4 separate regions of the Mus musculus genome follow, and all the other regions are linked to region 2. Evidence: chromatin contacts called from public ChIA-PET and HiChIP or PLAC-seq data. All regions are on one chromosome and are shown on one strand. Each heading gives the region's core, a stretch centred on a gene start, on an enhancer-like site or on the middle of the called end of the contact. The rest is flanking DNA. Distances are from core to core; before and after follow the strand shown.

Region 1 (3,409 bases), core at 688-3,187, 810 kb before region 2:
TGGAGGAAAATGATATTATAGTAGTTTGGATTTTACAGAAAAAAAAAAAAATAGTTTCTTTTGCCTTCTACCGTCTTGGCTGAAATTATGCCCAGTTTTCTGGGGATCTGCAGCGAGAACCTCTACTGAAAGCATTCTCAAAAAGGAGGCATACCTTCAGCTGGAATTATACTCTGAGACGTCCTGGTGGCCAGCCAGGCCTAGCATATAGCGTTTGGGCTTTCTTTCTCAGAGGTCTGGACTGAAGGCTTCAGCCTGTTTTGAGTTCTGTTACTGTAGGATGCTTGTTTTGGTTTTGGAGTTCTGAGACAGGATCTCTTTTTATGTAGCCCAGGCGGACCTAGAACTCACAATCGTCCTGCCTAAAGATGTTGTTAGCTGAGATTCCAGCACATGCTACCATTAATTGCTGAGGACTTCTTAGTAACCATCTTATGGACTGAGACTTGACCTGGAACTCAGAAACTAACACTAAGTTTTTCTACTTGGGTATAATAGGTTATTTTTCTGCCAGTGAAATGAGCCCATTCAAGCCAGATTAGAGTATGTTAAAGGGAGGTTTACTAGGAAGCTGCTCTCAGGAGGAATCCAGGGCCCTAGGAAGGAGGCGGGGGTGGGGTGGGGGGGTGGGGGGTGTAAACAAAGATAGAAAGGGTGCAGGGAGACAGAGACAGAGAGGAGGGGGAGGGGGAGGAAGAGAGAGGAGGGGGAGGGGGAGGAAGAGAGAGGAGGGGAAGGGGGAGGCAGAGGAAAGGGGGAGAAGAAAGGGGTAGGGAGAGGTCTGGATTATAGAAGGAGGAGCCTCTGGAGGAAGGGCAGCCCAGCCCCTGGGCTAGAAAGTTCAGGGATGGGGGTAGGTATGCTAGGCAGGAACTGAGGGATGCTGGGGGAACCTGGAGGCCAGGTTTTCTTTGATAGGTAAAATATGCACCCTAGTCCCTTATTCCTGGGCCTGAAACCAAACAATTCACATTTTTATATTCAATTAGATAGACCTCACAAGGCGAGTAGACTTCCTTGCCTAATTATCTTATGGACAGAATTAACTTTTCATAAATGTAAGCTACTTCAAATGTTTTGGATGACAGCAATGTGCCCCTCACTGACAGTGTTGAAGTTAAATGCTGTGTGAAGGGGCGGGGGTTACCTTCAGGGACTGGAGTGAATCGGAATTAGTATCGCAGTAGAGGATGATGTTGTTGGCCATACTGAAGCTTTCTCGCACTCCAAGATGGTAAAACAAGGAAGGCTGCCGGAAGGCGTCGCTCATCTCCACCACAGCAATATCTGTGAGCAGAAAACAGAGTCACCAAGGGATAACACCTGTACCATGCCCAGTAAGAACTCAGTGTTCAAATGAGGAAATGGAAGGGATTTTCCCTCTCTGTTTACCACCAAATTTTAAATGTAGCTCGACTGGAAGTGGGTTTTTAAAAGTTCAACAAACCTGTACTTTTATTAAAGAAAGAAATCAAACATGTATTGCAAATCACAGAAAGCCTGTGATGGTTAGAAGTGGCAGCTGAGGCCCTGTTCAATGTCAAGTTACAATAAGGTACAATAAGTTTACAAGGTTAAAAAAAAAAGTCCAAAAGATCCATAGACGATTGCAGTCACAAACATAGGTTTTTTTAAAAATATAAGTTCATTAGTCTATAACTATCTTTAAAATTAATTATTAATTAATATATGGTCAGCTTGTGGCAATTATGATCAAGGGAAAAAATAAGGTATAGAATATGACGAAGAAGAATAATATAATCACAGATGCAAATATTCCAAAACTCTATGACACCTCTTATCGAGTAACAAAAACCCCATGCCAGAACTGGAAAATATGTCACAGGAATGAAACTGAAATTACTCTCCAACTCATTCACACATACAAATAAAGATGTGTAAGAGAAACTAACTCGATGTACCAAACATGTGCATGGGGAGTGAGGAGAAGGGGAAGTGGGGGAGGAGAAGAGGGAGGGAGGAGGGGAAGGGAGAGGGAGGAGGGAGGAGGGGATGCAGCAATGAAACTAAGTCTGAGGTAGGAGGCTGCAGAAGGGAGCAGAAGGTCATATGTGACATAAAACAGTAAAGGCAGTTATGGGGGTCCTAGCAAGGGAAGAAGCAGGGGACCTGGGAGTCCTGCAGGCAGAGAAGTAGCTATGACAATCACTAAAAACAAGCTTCATTTGAAAACTGCCATAATGAAACCTCATGTTTTAAGTGTCAATAGAAATTTAATTTGAAAGTAGCTAGATAGGTCCTTACAGAACAACAGAGCTGTCCATTACACACAAACATTAACAATTTCAACACATCAGGTAGCCACCAAAAACCGTGAGCCAAAAAACTGCTTAGAAATGGGGGAAGTTCCAAGTTTGATGCACTAAAAAATAACACAGGTATTCTATAGGTATATAAATTAAAAAGTAGCTGGCAATGTACACACCACAATGTAAATCATGGTAAAACCTTCTGCTTTTCACACTCCCTATCCCGTCTTACTCTCTCTCTTATGACCACCGGTTCGTAAATCAGAGATTCACCATGACTGAAGGTAAGACAGGAAATAAAACGAAGGTTCTCTTTCTCTTTTCTGCGGTGCTGGGGATATAACTTCAAACATGTAGGTTCTGACTTACTGGTGAGTTGAAATAGTAAGTCAGACACAACAGAAGCAAAAGACAGACTTACTGTTGAAAAGGCTGCTTCCAAAGCCCCTGCCCTCGAAGCTAACACTGACTGCAAGAACCATAAACCATGCCTTTTCTTCGGGGGTTCCTACATGAAAATCAACCCAGGAAACAAATAGATCATCAGATTCCATCATGCAGCTAGCTATCTTCCTGCTGCCCAGACAAGACTTCTGCCTCCCCTAGGCACCTGCACTCCACAGTCGGTCACAGACGGAGCCTACAGTGGGGCTAAAGGAAGCCAGACAGAACACTGGATAATGAGGAATTAGGAGATTTGCAAAAGAAAAAAGAAAGTTAACGTAATAGAAGAGGAAGGCTTCCAGACAAAGACTTTGGAATGTGGTGATAAAATCAAATGAAAACACTGCGGTAGGTTTTCCGATGAAGAGAAGAACTAGGTATTAAAGATAGATGATGTAAATAAAATGGGGTCTATTCATTAGATTCCAACACCAAGGAATGAAGAGATCCATCTGGGGAAGCTAACCAAGACAGTAACACTTTCTTATTGGTCTAATTTTAAAATCCAGTAATACAAAACAGCAACTCAAAAGTGGCTTAGCTTCGCCCAATTTTATATCCAGATGGGTGACTTGTTTTGTATTGTGTATGATACAGAATATTATTCCCCTCCCTCCAGCGTCTTCTCTCAGTTTGTCCTTTTGCAGTTAGTGCCCCAAGCTAATGACATCTCCTGGTGATTGCCATCCAATCAC
Region 2 (3,247 bases), core at 485-2,984:
ATTATGGTCAGAAAGGTTGAAAATGGTCGCTTCTGGCTGCATATGCAAATGAGATCAGACAGCCAGACCAGGTATCCTCCAGGAAAACTAAGAGAACTCACTGTGTTCTGTGTCTAGCATGTAAGGGTTGCCTAGCCATCTCCCAGATCCATATGGTGCCAGTTTTCTGCCAGTGCTCAGGACAAAAAATCCTGGGGTTTTTGTGTCCTGGACCACTCTTTTGCATAGCTCTCATGAATCTGTCATTAAATTTTGACGTACAGAATCTCATCATTTCTCAACCCCCTACCCCATTATAAATGCAGTGCAAGCCAACAGTGTCCCTAGCTTGACTGAATTTAGGTCTCCTATGGATCTCCTACCTTGCCTATTTGCCTATTTTCTATCTAAAAGGGCCAGCTGGAGTAACTCTTGTAAGAGCTGTGCAAAATTACAGGGTTCCTTGGTTTAAGACAGTAGTGACTCCTTGCACTTAAGACTAAAACCCAAAGTTATAGTATAGCTTAGTAGATTTGCTTGCCCAGCGTGCGTGCATGAAGCCCTGGGTGTAAGTCTTACTGCTGGAGGAGGAAGGGCAAGACAGCTTCCTCAAGAGGAGTTGCCCAACCTGTCCCTCTGTACTACCATGAACACTGTCTCAGACTACCATTCCAGACACAGCCTGGGTCCTTTGCACAAACTCCCTCTGACCCCCACATCTAGTATATTCCTATTCATGCCTACAAGATTAACTCTTCCACACACTTGGAGTCTCTGTTCAGATGCAGTTTTCCTAAGGCACACCTTGATCACCCCCCCCCCCCAAAAAAATGGTGACCTGCCCCTCCACACACCTTCCTTCCCTGCATGCTTCCACCTAACTACTTATTACCAGTTCCTACTGTTGTGGCTTTAGGGCTAAAGATTTTAATTTCATTGCTCATTTATGTATCTGAGCATCCAACAAGAAGAGTCTGTCTATCTATCTATCTATACACACACAAACACACACACACACACACACACACACACACACACACACACAAACACACAGAACCACAGAACCATGGCCATTCATTTCCCTTGAAATAAATCTCACAAGTATACATAGTTGCCTAATTAGTTAAATTGTATTTGCCACTAAGTGATTATTTTTTCCAGTGTAAACCCTTTAAACATAGAATTCTGTTAACTTTATTTAGGCATCAATTTCCTTTTGTGAATGAACTGAGCCTCTTTGATAATGGAAGTGGTGGGAATGCAATGTCCTTTTTCACTCAAAGACAAACCATCCAGACACTGGAGAACGTAGAAGCATCAGGCATCAAACACCCAGGAGCTGTTTTGTTTGGTGTAAAAGCTCCCCTCTGCACACGCTCTCAGAAAGCCCATGAAGCAATCAGAGATCTGAAGGATAAGAACAGAGTGTTCTTTGAAATCTCTCAGACGTGCAGACAGGCTCTTCTTCCCTCAAACCATCCTGAAGGGGAAGTGTGTCGGCTTGGACAGTCAGGAGCCGGTGTGGGAATTCCCCCCGTCCCTTTGGTCTCCCGTATTGAGGAGCTTCTTCCGGGTTAAAGATAGGTCATTGCCAGCCACAGTGTCTTTAACTAGATCTAGGCTGCTTGGGAAGGAGAACTTTAGAGAGCAGGTGAAATGAATCTTAGTTCTCCCCCACTCCCAAGATAGTTTTAAAACAAGTGGCATTAAAAGCTTAAACCCTGCAGTTTTACAGAATTACCAATAGATGGCAGCACACGACTCTGCTTCACCAATGAGTGACGTCACTCTTCCTTTTCACGACCACTGACAACACTCAGCTTCCTCAGCTGTTTGACGCGGGCAATTGAATCTTGGGTGGTTGTTTTGTTTTGTTTTCTCTCCACCTTTCTCTAGAATAAGCTTCTTATTGACCTCAAACCACAGTCAACAAATCAACCGTGCAACTGCGACCTGGAAGGAACGCCAGGGGAACTCAAAACAAAGTAAAACAAGCCACCTGGGCACTTTGCAGGGACATCAAAACTTCAGCAAGCTGATCGCTGGTAAACCACGCTGGAGGCCAGTGCTGTGCAGAGGGGCATGTTGAAAAGAGAAAAGAGCTAACGTTTTTGTGACTTACTTTATCAGGATTCCCAGTCTAAACCTGGAAAGGTTTAACTGGGACACCCTGGAGTGGAGGCTTCTGACCTGCCCTCGGAATTTCTCTCCAGTTCCAGGACTCCACTGCGAGTAGAAAAGTTTCAGTAGATAAGACTCCAATAGAGCAAAACTGTCTCCTCTATCCACGACACTGTATTTTAAAACAAAAAGCTCTGGCCAAGCTAGACATGGTATCATACACTTGAAATCCTGGCACTCAGGAGACTGAGGCAGGAGGATCGTGAATACTCAGTAAGGCCCTAACTCAAGATACTAAACCGAGAGAGAGAGAGAGAGAGAGAGAGAGAGAGAATATGACAAGAGATCCCAACTGATGAATAGATAAGGAGTCTTCATAATAAGGAGAAAAAAAAAAAAACCCAACCAATGAAACAAACAAACAAGCAAAACAAAACAAATAAAAACAACTGCTTTGGTGTTTTAAGATCCAGGCTGGCCTTGAAATCTCAGCACTATTTCCGTCTTAGTCTCCCAAGTGGTAGAATTACAGGAGGTGTGAGCCTCCATGAGTGACACCAGATATTTCTTAAGAGAAACCAAAACTTCTTAAACCTGGCTATTTGAGCTTCATAAACCACAGAGCACATGAAACGGAGCACAGTTTTGCTTGAGAACTCAACTCTGTAGGCCGTAGCAAGCATCATGGGATGGGGAGGGACTAGATCAGAGTACATCACAGTACACAGAGTCCTGACGGTAACATCTGCTGTGGGTTACGGTCAAAACAACTTGCTTAGCTCTGCCGTGGACGGCCTGTCTGCTTTTTGCTTCTACGTTATCTGTAGTTCAACATCAACAAGACCATAACCACCTAAAAGTGTCATTTAATGAGTAGACTGTGTAAAAGATCTGAATGGCATGAAGCAGAAACTGAGTAAAGGGTCCCATCAAAGACTGGAGAACAATGCGGGGAGGGGAACCAGACTTACTCATCTTTATAGTAACTCTCACATACCCAACAATACCCACAATCCTCAGCCCCCAAGGGCTAAAGCATGTTTATGGTGTCCTATGTCTTAAATTTTAGCTTAGAAGAATCTACTATCTGGTTAAACAAATAGATCTAGGGTTAAAATGTAAATGTCTTAAGGGACCCAGGAAGATA
Region 3 (3,441 bases), core at 613-3,112, 530 kb before region 2:
ACAGAGAAGATGACACAGGCATGATCTTTAGGATGGAGGTTAATAGCCCATAGGATGAATCTGGTAAAACCTCTGCCCAGAGAGGCAGGGAGTCATTAATAGTGTTACGCAATGTAACCCTTAGGGAACAATGGGGACATTCAAAATTCCCGTAGTGGTGTACCTTAAATGAAACATCAAAATGTGTATAAAATGTTGATGCCACATGCAATGTTGTTTCTCTTTGGGTGTCCTGGGATAATTCAGCCTGATCCTATCAACACTTGTATAGCTCTGAATTTTGTGCAAAAGCAGTCCCAAAGTTAAACTATTATCTATTCATGAATGCTAGTGTTATACAGTTCTTAAAAGTCCATATTCGCGCAGAAGTGAAGATTATCCATGGGTTCAGTGGTTAAGTGTAGGAACGGTATCCAAGCACCTACTATACCTTCTAACTGGTTTTCCTGTATTCATGAAGTACGTGTGGAGGTCGGTCCCATGCTAAATGCTGGGTCTCATAGATCAAAAAAAGCCCAGTGGTGTGTGTGTGTGTGTGTGTGTGTGTGTTTATGTGTGCGTGTGTTTGCTTTAGATTTTGCTGTTAAGTTAGGAGTATTGCTGCCTTCTAATATCATTTTGCCCAGTTAGTGAGCAAGTTTTATTTCTCACATTAACACCAAGCAAGTTCAGTATGGTAGCTCTATTGCACTCACTGTATGCAGAGATCTTCCCGTAATCATTCATATAGATGTATATGTATATGTGTGTGTATATGTGTGTATACATATGCTTGTCTCTCATCCCCCTTGATGACCATACTTAAATCTCTGTCTAGACCTTTTATAATAAACTTCAACTGTGCTTTAAAAACAGAAAATGAATTCATATCAGGGATATTTGAATAAGCCTTTTCACATTTGGCTTATCTTGGATTATTAAAATATAACCATATACTTGCATAAATTTAGAACTTAGAAAATAATCTTCTTGTATAGACTACACGGTTCAGAAACCGCTCCAAGGCCAGCGTGCATGCTTCCGGCCTCTGAAAGGTAGTGAGCATCATGTTTTCTCTGATTGAGGTCTCACTTTTTTTCCCCACTCGCTGGTTTTTCCAGGCTGGAGCACAGGTGCTTGAATCAATTTTATAAAATTACAATTGATATTTTGGGAAGCTTTGTGGCTGTTGTCTTTAATTGAAACCGTGAGATACCTTGCTGAGATACCTTGCTTTTTAAAGAGTATGTTTTTATATGGCAGAAAAACAGAAAGAAGGAAAAAAAAAGAAAGAAAAAGAAACTTTTAAAAAGTGAATCAGCTTGGCTTTCTGAATTCCAGCGGTTACGGTTTAAACTTTAAAACAACAGAGAAAATCCTTCTAGTGCTTTATGTCTTACTGTTTTATGCTTTGTTATTTCTCAGAAGTACGTATACGCACACGTCAGGATTGCCAGGAAAACGGGATGTGGCTTACCCTTTTGGGGCTGATTTGGCTTTTCCAAACTCTGATCCAAGCTCCCACAGGCTATGAATCTTGGACTTGCCAAGGTTTTAGTGCGAGCCGCCCCTTGCCATCACTGTCACCAGTTTCGAGGTACAAGTTTTGGGCCACTCAGGAGGGCTACTACCACCCCTGTACCCCCCAACCCCAGCTCGGATTCAGCAAGCTGGAGCCCGGCGTGGACCCTTTCAGGCTCCTGCCAGGTAGCCCTTGCCGAGAGGAGCGACTCTCCTACCTGCGCGTCCCGAAGCGGCCAGCAGCAGAAGCAGCGTGAGCAGCAACAGTGGCGGCGGGTCCGGGTGGCCCGGCGCCGGGGTCCCGGGAGTGTGCATGGGCTGTCAGTTCGGGTCACATCTCGGGAACGCGGCGTGGCCTCCCCGGGGCTCCTCTGCAACAGCGAGACCCGGGCGATGGAGCCCAGAGTCTGCTGTGCACAACCAGCTCCCCCTGCAGGGAGTCCACGCGAGGGTGGCTGTCTGGGTTTCAGTTCTGAGTCCACACAGGCTTCAGGGGGTGATGGAGAAGCCGATGAGCTCTGACTCAGTACAGCAGAGTCTTATCATTCACTTGAAATGTCAGGTTTCATCCCGGAAGAAGCTGGAAGGGTGAAATAGGTACATATTTCTCAACTTACTGTTAGGCATGCTGCTTACCCTAGTCGAGATTTCCTCCCCACACCCCGAAGTCAGGTATCTTTGCATTTTACAGAAGAGCAGATGCAACCTCAAAACACAATAGAAGTCTCCCAAATGGGAGAGGGCCATCCCCCAGCTAAGAGAAAGAAAGGAAAAGCCAGGGAACACTGTGACAGAGATGTGCAAGCAGACCTCAGGGCTCCTCCTTTCTAGGTAGCTGTAAACATTAAACACAATGCGAAAAGAAACAAATTAACCATGTACTTCAGGCAGACTCTCTCTTTCCTCCATAGACTCCTGTTGCAAATGCACAAATAAAGAGAAATAGCCCTAAAATTGAATCAACAGACATCTAGAAGAGTCTCAATAACTAAAAGAAAACAAAACAGACGAACAAAGAACCCCTTTTGTGGTGGAGGCAGTCAGAGATGCAGCCGTTTTTAGAATGCCTTACACTCCTGTTTTCACTCCTGTTTTTTTTCCGGCTCAAAGAGTCCTAAGAGTCTTGGATTGGATTTGAAGGCTTCTGGAGGGTTAAAGCAGACCCTGCTATTCAGTTGTGCTTCTAGTTCACACCGGTAGGGGGCCCTGGAGGAGGAGGGACAGGACCTGTTAGCTGTCCTAGTTTCCAGCTTCTTCAGATACACGAAGAATTTGCCTCGCTGGCTGGACCCAATTCTCATGGGTCCAAATCTCCATTTAGTGAAATTCCTTTATCTTCTGTGTAGTCATGTCTTCCTTTTGTTTCTCCAGCCTTAGGAGTGGAAACTGCAATCAGTAGCTACTAGTTTCAAACTTCGACTTCTTTTCTCAGTGATCGGTTCTCTGACATCTGCCTGTTAACTGTCATGTTTCTTTCCTTTCCTGCACAAACTGGGCTCTTACTGATTCATATGTAATCCCTGAAAAAAGTAAGAAGACAGTATGATAGCAACATATTCTTTTTATATCAATGTTAGGACATGTATGCATTTCTGTTTAAATATGACTCATTCATAGCCTTAAAGGAGCTAGCTCAAGCAGACAGCTACCTTGCTTTTTCAACTTACACACATATTTCTTGGGAGATAGTCTACAGCCTGTTCTCTTAGGCTAGAGATTGGAAGACAGCCAGACCCTGCCCTCTCTGGTGTTCTTTCTGATAGTACTCATGGGTAGCCAATCCAAGGTTCACTTGCAAGGACTGATCTTTCTATAGTAACAGATCCCTTATGTCTCTGCGAAGGCTGAGTTTGGCCCTGGGACTTCCTAGGTTCGAACTCAGTGATGTTTCCCATGCGCTGGAGAGGAGAGTTTCACATCTTATTTTAAACCTGTTACCCA
Region 4 (3,458 bases), core at 202-2,701, 940 kb before region 2:
GGACCTCACAAACTCTCTGAGGCTCGAGATGAGGGTTGTGATGTGTTCCCACTTTAGTTTAGGCTCTTCAGCACCCTGAAAATAAAACCCGACAGGGCCTCAGTCACTCTGTACTCCACGCGAGCTCCCCCTTCTCAGTCTTTTCTCAGAAGACCTTTGCTCCGAGAGGCCTTCCCCAACATGCTTTGAACCCTGTGGCTCCCCTTAGTAGCCATCACTGCTGCCAGAAGTAACCAGTCTTTGGAGAAACAGCCGTACGCCCACGCTGGTCGGTAGCCAGGGCACATTTGGGCTGTGCCCAGATGGGGATAGGTTGAGGCGGTGAGAATCCTGCTGTTGGGAATTTTAATTGGACACTAAGGTGAGAGAGGGGCACGGAGCCATGGAATCTTAATCTCCGAGTCTGCCTGCAGAAAGGTCACAACCCAGGGTCGGGGTGCACCCAAGGACACGGGAGTAGATGCAGGGGAGTCGAGAATGACAATGGAAAGAGAAGAAGATAGAGCAGAGACGAGCAGCACAAGACGAACAGCAGCAGCCAAGCAAGAGCAAAGATGGAAGGAACCGTGGAGCTTTCTGTCTTCCGGACTCACACACCATGGTTCTCTAGGCCAGGCTCAGCTGGGTACCAGCCGGCTACCTCTCTCCTGGCTGTGTGTATCTATCAAAAGGTGTGCCTGGCCCTTCCATGGCCTTTAAAGTCAACTCCCTGTCGTAAAAGGGGCCAGGTTAGACACCACCATTGGAACCCCACCTTAACAACAACTGGGTAATCAGTTATAAAAAACAAACCAAGGAAACGTTCACATATTTAAATAGACCTCTCTTTCAAAGTGATTTTTATTTTATTTTATTTTATTTTATTTTATTTTATTTTAATGTGAGCAAGGCACACTGAGCCTGTAAAGAAAACCTAATCCTCATTAAACTTCAAGAATTTTTATTAAGCTAATTTCTAGTTCATACTGCATTTTCTAACTGTATTATTAAAATTAAGTTTCTCCACCAGGCCAATAAAATTCCCATCATTAGAATTCCATGAAAAATTTCAAAACACACCCTCACCTTCTCCACATATATTCTTGATTTGGGAGCTTGGTCCCCTGTTTAAGTTCTCATGAGAAAAGTCTAAATTGAAAGGCCTAAAGGCTGTCATTAAAGAAACATTTGAAAATTACACTGAGAACAATTACACTCTTTGTGTTTTTCTCATCACAAACTGAATGACAGCCAGAGGGAGGATTCACAGGCAACTTCCTAACACCGGGAAATATCAGGAGAGCGAACTGCTAGGAGAGCAAGCATTTATTTTTGACATCAGCTTTGTCTTTAAAGCAGCAGCAGCAGCAGCATGTTGCCTGGATGCGCGTGTGGCTGTCCTACACAGCACAGTCTCTACCCTGGGAAATGCTTCCCGTCCAGGCTACCACATCCGCTTAGTCATCATCATTTCTGCCCTAACTCCCGCCCCTCTGTGTCAGCTCATTCGAGGGCTTTCCTTTCTGAGACAGCATGTTCTGCAGGGTAAACCTGCCTCAGAACAATGGCAGCATTCGACAGTGAGCCTTTCCCACAAATTCAGCATTCACAGCTTTCCTGCAAAAGCCCTCTCTAGCCTTGTGTGCACAGGGGTGTGTGTGTGTGTGTTATATGCAGCTATGCACACATGTGAAGGCCACAAGCAGATATTGGGCTATCTTCCTCTCTTACTCGCTGCCTTATTACATCAATGCAAGGTCTCTCAATGATCTCCAAGGATCTTCCATCTCCCCTTGGGCTGGAGTTCTAGGCCTGCCCCGCCACACTCAGCTTTTTATGAGTGCTAGAGATTTGGATTTGAACTCTGCTCCTCGTTTTCACAGAAAGTGCTCTTGTCCACCGAACCCTCTCCCTAGTCTTTATTCCTTAAACTGTCAGCGATTTGTGAAAGGTGAGATACAGTTTAAAGAAGTTAAACTGTAATCAATAAAAACTGGGGCCAGGGAGACGGCTCAGTGGGTAAGAACACTCTCTTGAAAGCATGAGGACCTATCACTCGCGGAAAGAGGGGTCTTGTCTTCACTTGCCTGTAACCCCAGCATCATGAGGCAGAGACTGGTGGATCCCGAGAGTGCACTGGCCAGTCAGCCTAGCTGAGAGAGCAAGCTTCCGGGTCAGTGAGAGACACGGTCTTAAGGTTAGTAAGTCAGAGAGTAACAGAGGAAGACAAAGGCCAGCCTCTGACCTCCACGTGTGCATGCACCTGCACACTTGTGTGCATGCAACATACATCCCATAATATACTTCAGAACACACAACACACACATACGAGATACACACACCCAAAAATTAAAGCTTTTCATGGGTTAATAGACTAAGGACCTAACCGATAATCAATTCCCTTTGGGTTTGTTCTGTAGTGTAGAATGAAATGTAAATATTTCTCTAGAAAGGTTTTAAAACATTAAGAAAATAATGTCTACATAGAAAGGATTGTGATCAAGGTGCAGGATGTGAAACTCTCAGAGAATCAATAAAAACGTTATGTGTGGGGCGGGGGAGAAATTATTTCTCTCTGGTTGTGGAATAAAAAAAGAAACTAGGTAACTATTATTAGGTTGGTTGGCGGTAACAAGTTCGCATTTGTACAGTGTTTTTTATTTTGACCTAAATTTCCCATGACTCAGTGACTCCTGTCAGCAATGGCACATGAGTCTTTGTGAAGCAGCTCAGGCTCTGAGGAGGTCAGTATCTTACTCAGATGGCACAGCCTTGAAGTGATGGAGCCAGGACTCTGACTAAGGCAAGCCCAAACTTAATCCAAGCTCCTAACTATGTATCCCCCTTGCCCCAAGCTGGAACATCAGCCGTAAACTGGAGGAAGACCTGTTCTGCCACCAAGTCGCCATGTGGTGCGACAGATGGACGTCCCTGTAAGGAATTCACAGTGTCCTGAACAGAGCAGCCCACAGCTGGCATCTGAGCATTTGGGTGTGATTCTGGCTGGCAGTTTCTGGTACTCCAGGAGCTTTTTGGTGTCCAAGGCCTTCTTTCTAAGGCTGCCCTGGATTTGGGTCCTCCATCTTTTCTCTCATAGGAAACATTCCAGTGAGCTTTATTTAAAAATGTAGATAATCCACTGAAAATAATCTAGAAAAAAATCCTCCAATTTTAGGGATTTCATAATAAACTATAGCCCAGTGGTAGAACGCGTGCTTGAGATATTCCAGGCCCGGGTTTAATCCCACAAGTGTATTCGGTAACCAGAATTTCAGCAGTCACAGAAATGACTTTCTTGGAAAATGGAGCTACAGTGAGGACCCAGTGAGTGGAGCCACAGTCCATCAGGAGTCAAAGAAACAAAACAAAACAAAACAAAACAAAACAAACCAGACCACATCTTCTGCACTGGAAAGCTGTACCGTTTTGGAACGTGGCGAATTTAGACAATTCCTGACCTACAAGTAAATATCATAAAC

The links. ChIA-PET counts read pairs in DNA pulled down with a chosen protein or histone mark. HiChIP or PLAC-seq counts read pairs in DNA pulled down with a chosen protein or histone mark.
Region 1: a contact with region 2 is called in an RNA polymerase II ChIA-PET map of memory CD8 T cells, with 37 read pairs. The contact joins two enhancer-like sites. A contact is called at or near these places in 2 of 115 datasets of contacts at active chromatin or transcription factors (memory CD8 T cells and pancreatic cancer cells).
Region 3: a contact with region 2 is called in an RNA polymerase II ChIA-PET map of memory CD8 T cells, with 28 read pairs. The contact joins the promoter of Il20ra here to the enhancer-like site in region 2. A contact is called at or near these places in 5 of 115 datasets of contacts at active chromatin or transcription factors (T-cell acute lymphoblastic leukemia, astrocytes, bone marrow-derived macrophages and 2 more) and 1 of 9 other capture datasets (liver).
Region 4: a FOXA1 HiChIP or PLAC-seq map of pancreatic cancer cells shows a contact between it and region 2. The contact joins two enhancer-like sites. A contact is called at or near these places in 2 of 115 datasets of contacts at active chromatin or transcription factors (bone marrow-derived macrophages and pancreatic cancer cells).

The regions. Positions count from the first base shown.
Region 1 is chr10:19,998,444-20,001,852 of GRCm38.p6, reverse strand. Map3k5 (mitogen-activated protein kinase kinase kinase 5) reads right to left here. Exons shown (of 30, transcript NM_008580.4): 2 at 1,148-1,287. Among named protein-coding and RNA genes, the nearest start is that of Map3k5, 66 kb to the right of the region's middle. Within about 2 kb of position 1,937, at least 41 of the 459 cell types and tissues checked have an H3K27ac peak or open chromatin away from gene starts, as enhancers often do. A contact at or near this core is called in memory CD8 T cells, where this site is marked.
Region 2 is chr10:19,184,643-19,187,889 of GRCm38.p6, reverse strand. All of the region lies in intron 2 of Gm20139 (predicted gene, 20139), which reads right to left. Among named protein-coding and RNA genes, the nearest start is that of Gm20139, 45 kb to the right of the region's middle. Within about 2 kb of position 1,734, at least 168 of the 459 cell types and tissues checked have an H3K27ac peak or open chromatin away from gene starts, as enhancers often do. A contact at or near this core is called in T-cell acute lymphoblastic leukemia, bone marrow-derived macrophages, effector CD8 T cells and 2 more, where this site is marked.
Region 3 is chr10:19,711,008-19,714,448 of GRCm38.p6, reverse strand. Il20ra (interleukin 20 receptor, alpha) reads right to left here and starts at 1,862. Exons shown (of 7, transcript NM_172786.2): 1 at 1,719-1,862. The coding sequence starts at 1,815. The region is part of intron 1 of Gm33332 (a long non-coding RNA gene); the gene reads left to right.
Region 4 is chr10:20,121,569-20,125,026 of GRCm38.p6, reverse strand. Map3k5 (mitogen-activated protein kinase kinase kinase 5) reads right to left here. Exons shown (of 30, transcript NM_008580.4): 24 at 1-75. Among named protein-coding and RNA genes, the nearest start is that of Map7, 48 kb to the left of the region's middle. Within about 2 kb of position 1,451, at least 129 of the 459 cell types and tissues checked have an H3K27ac peak or open chromatin away from gene starts, as enhancers often do. A contact at or near this core is called in bone marrow-derived macrophages and pancreatic cancer cells, where this site is marked.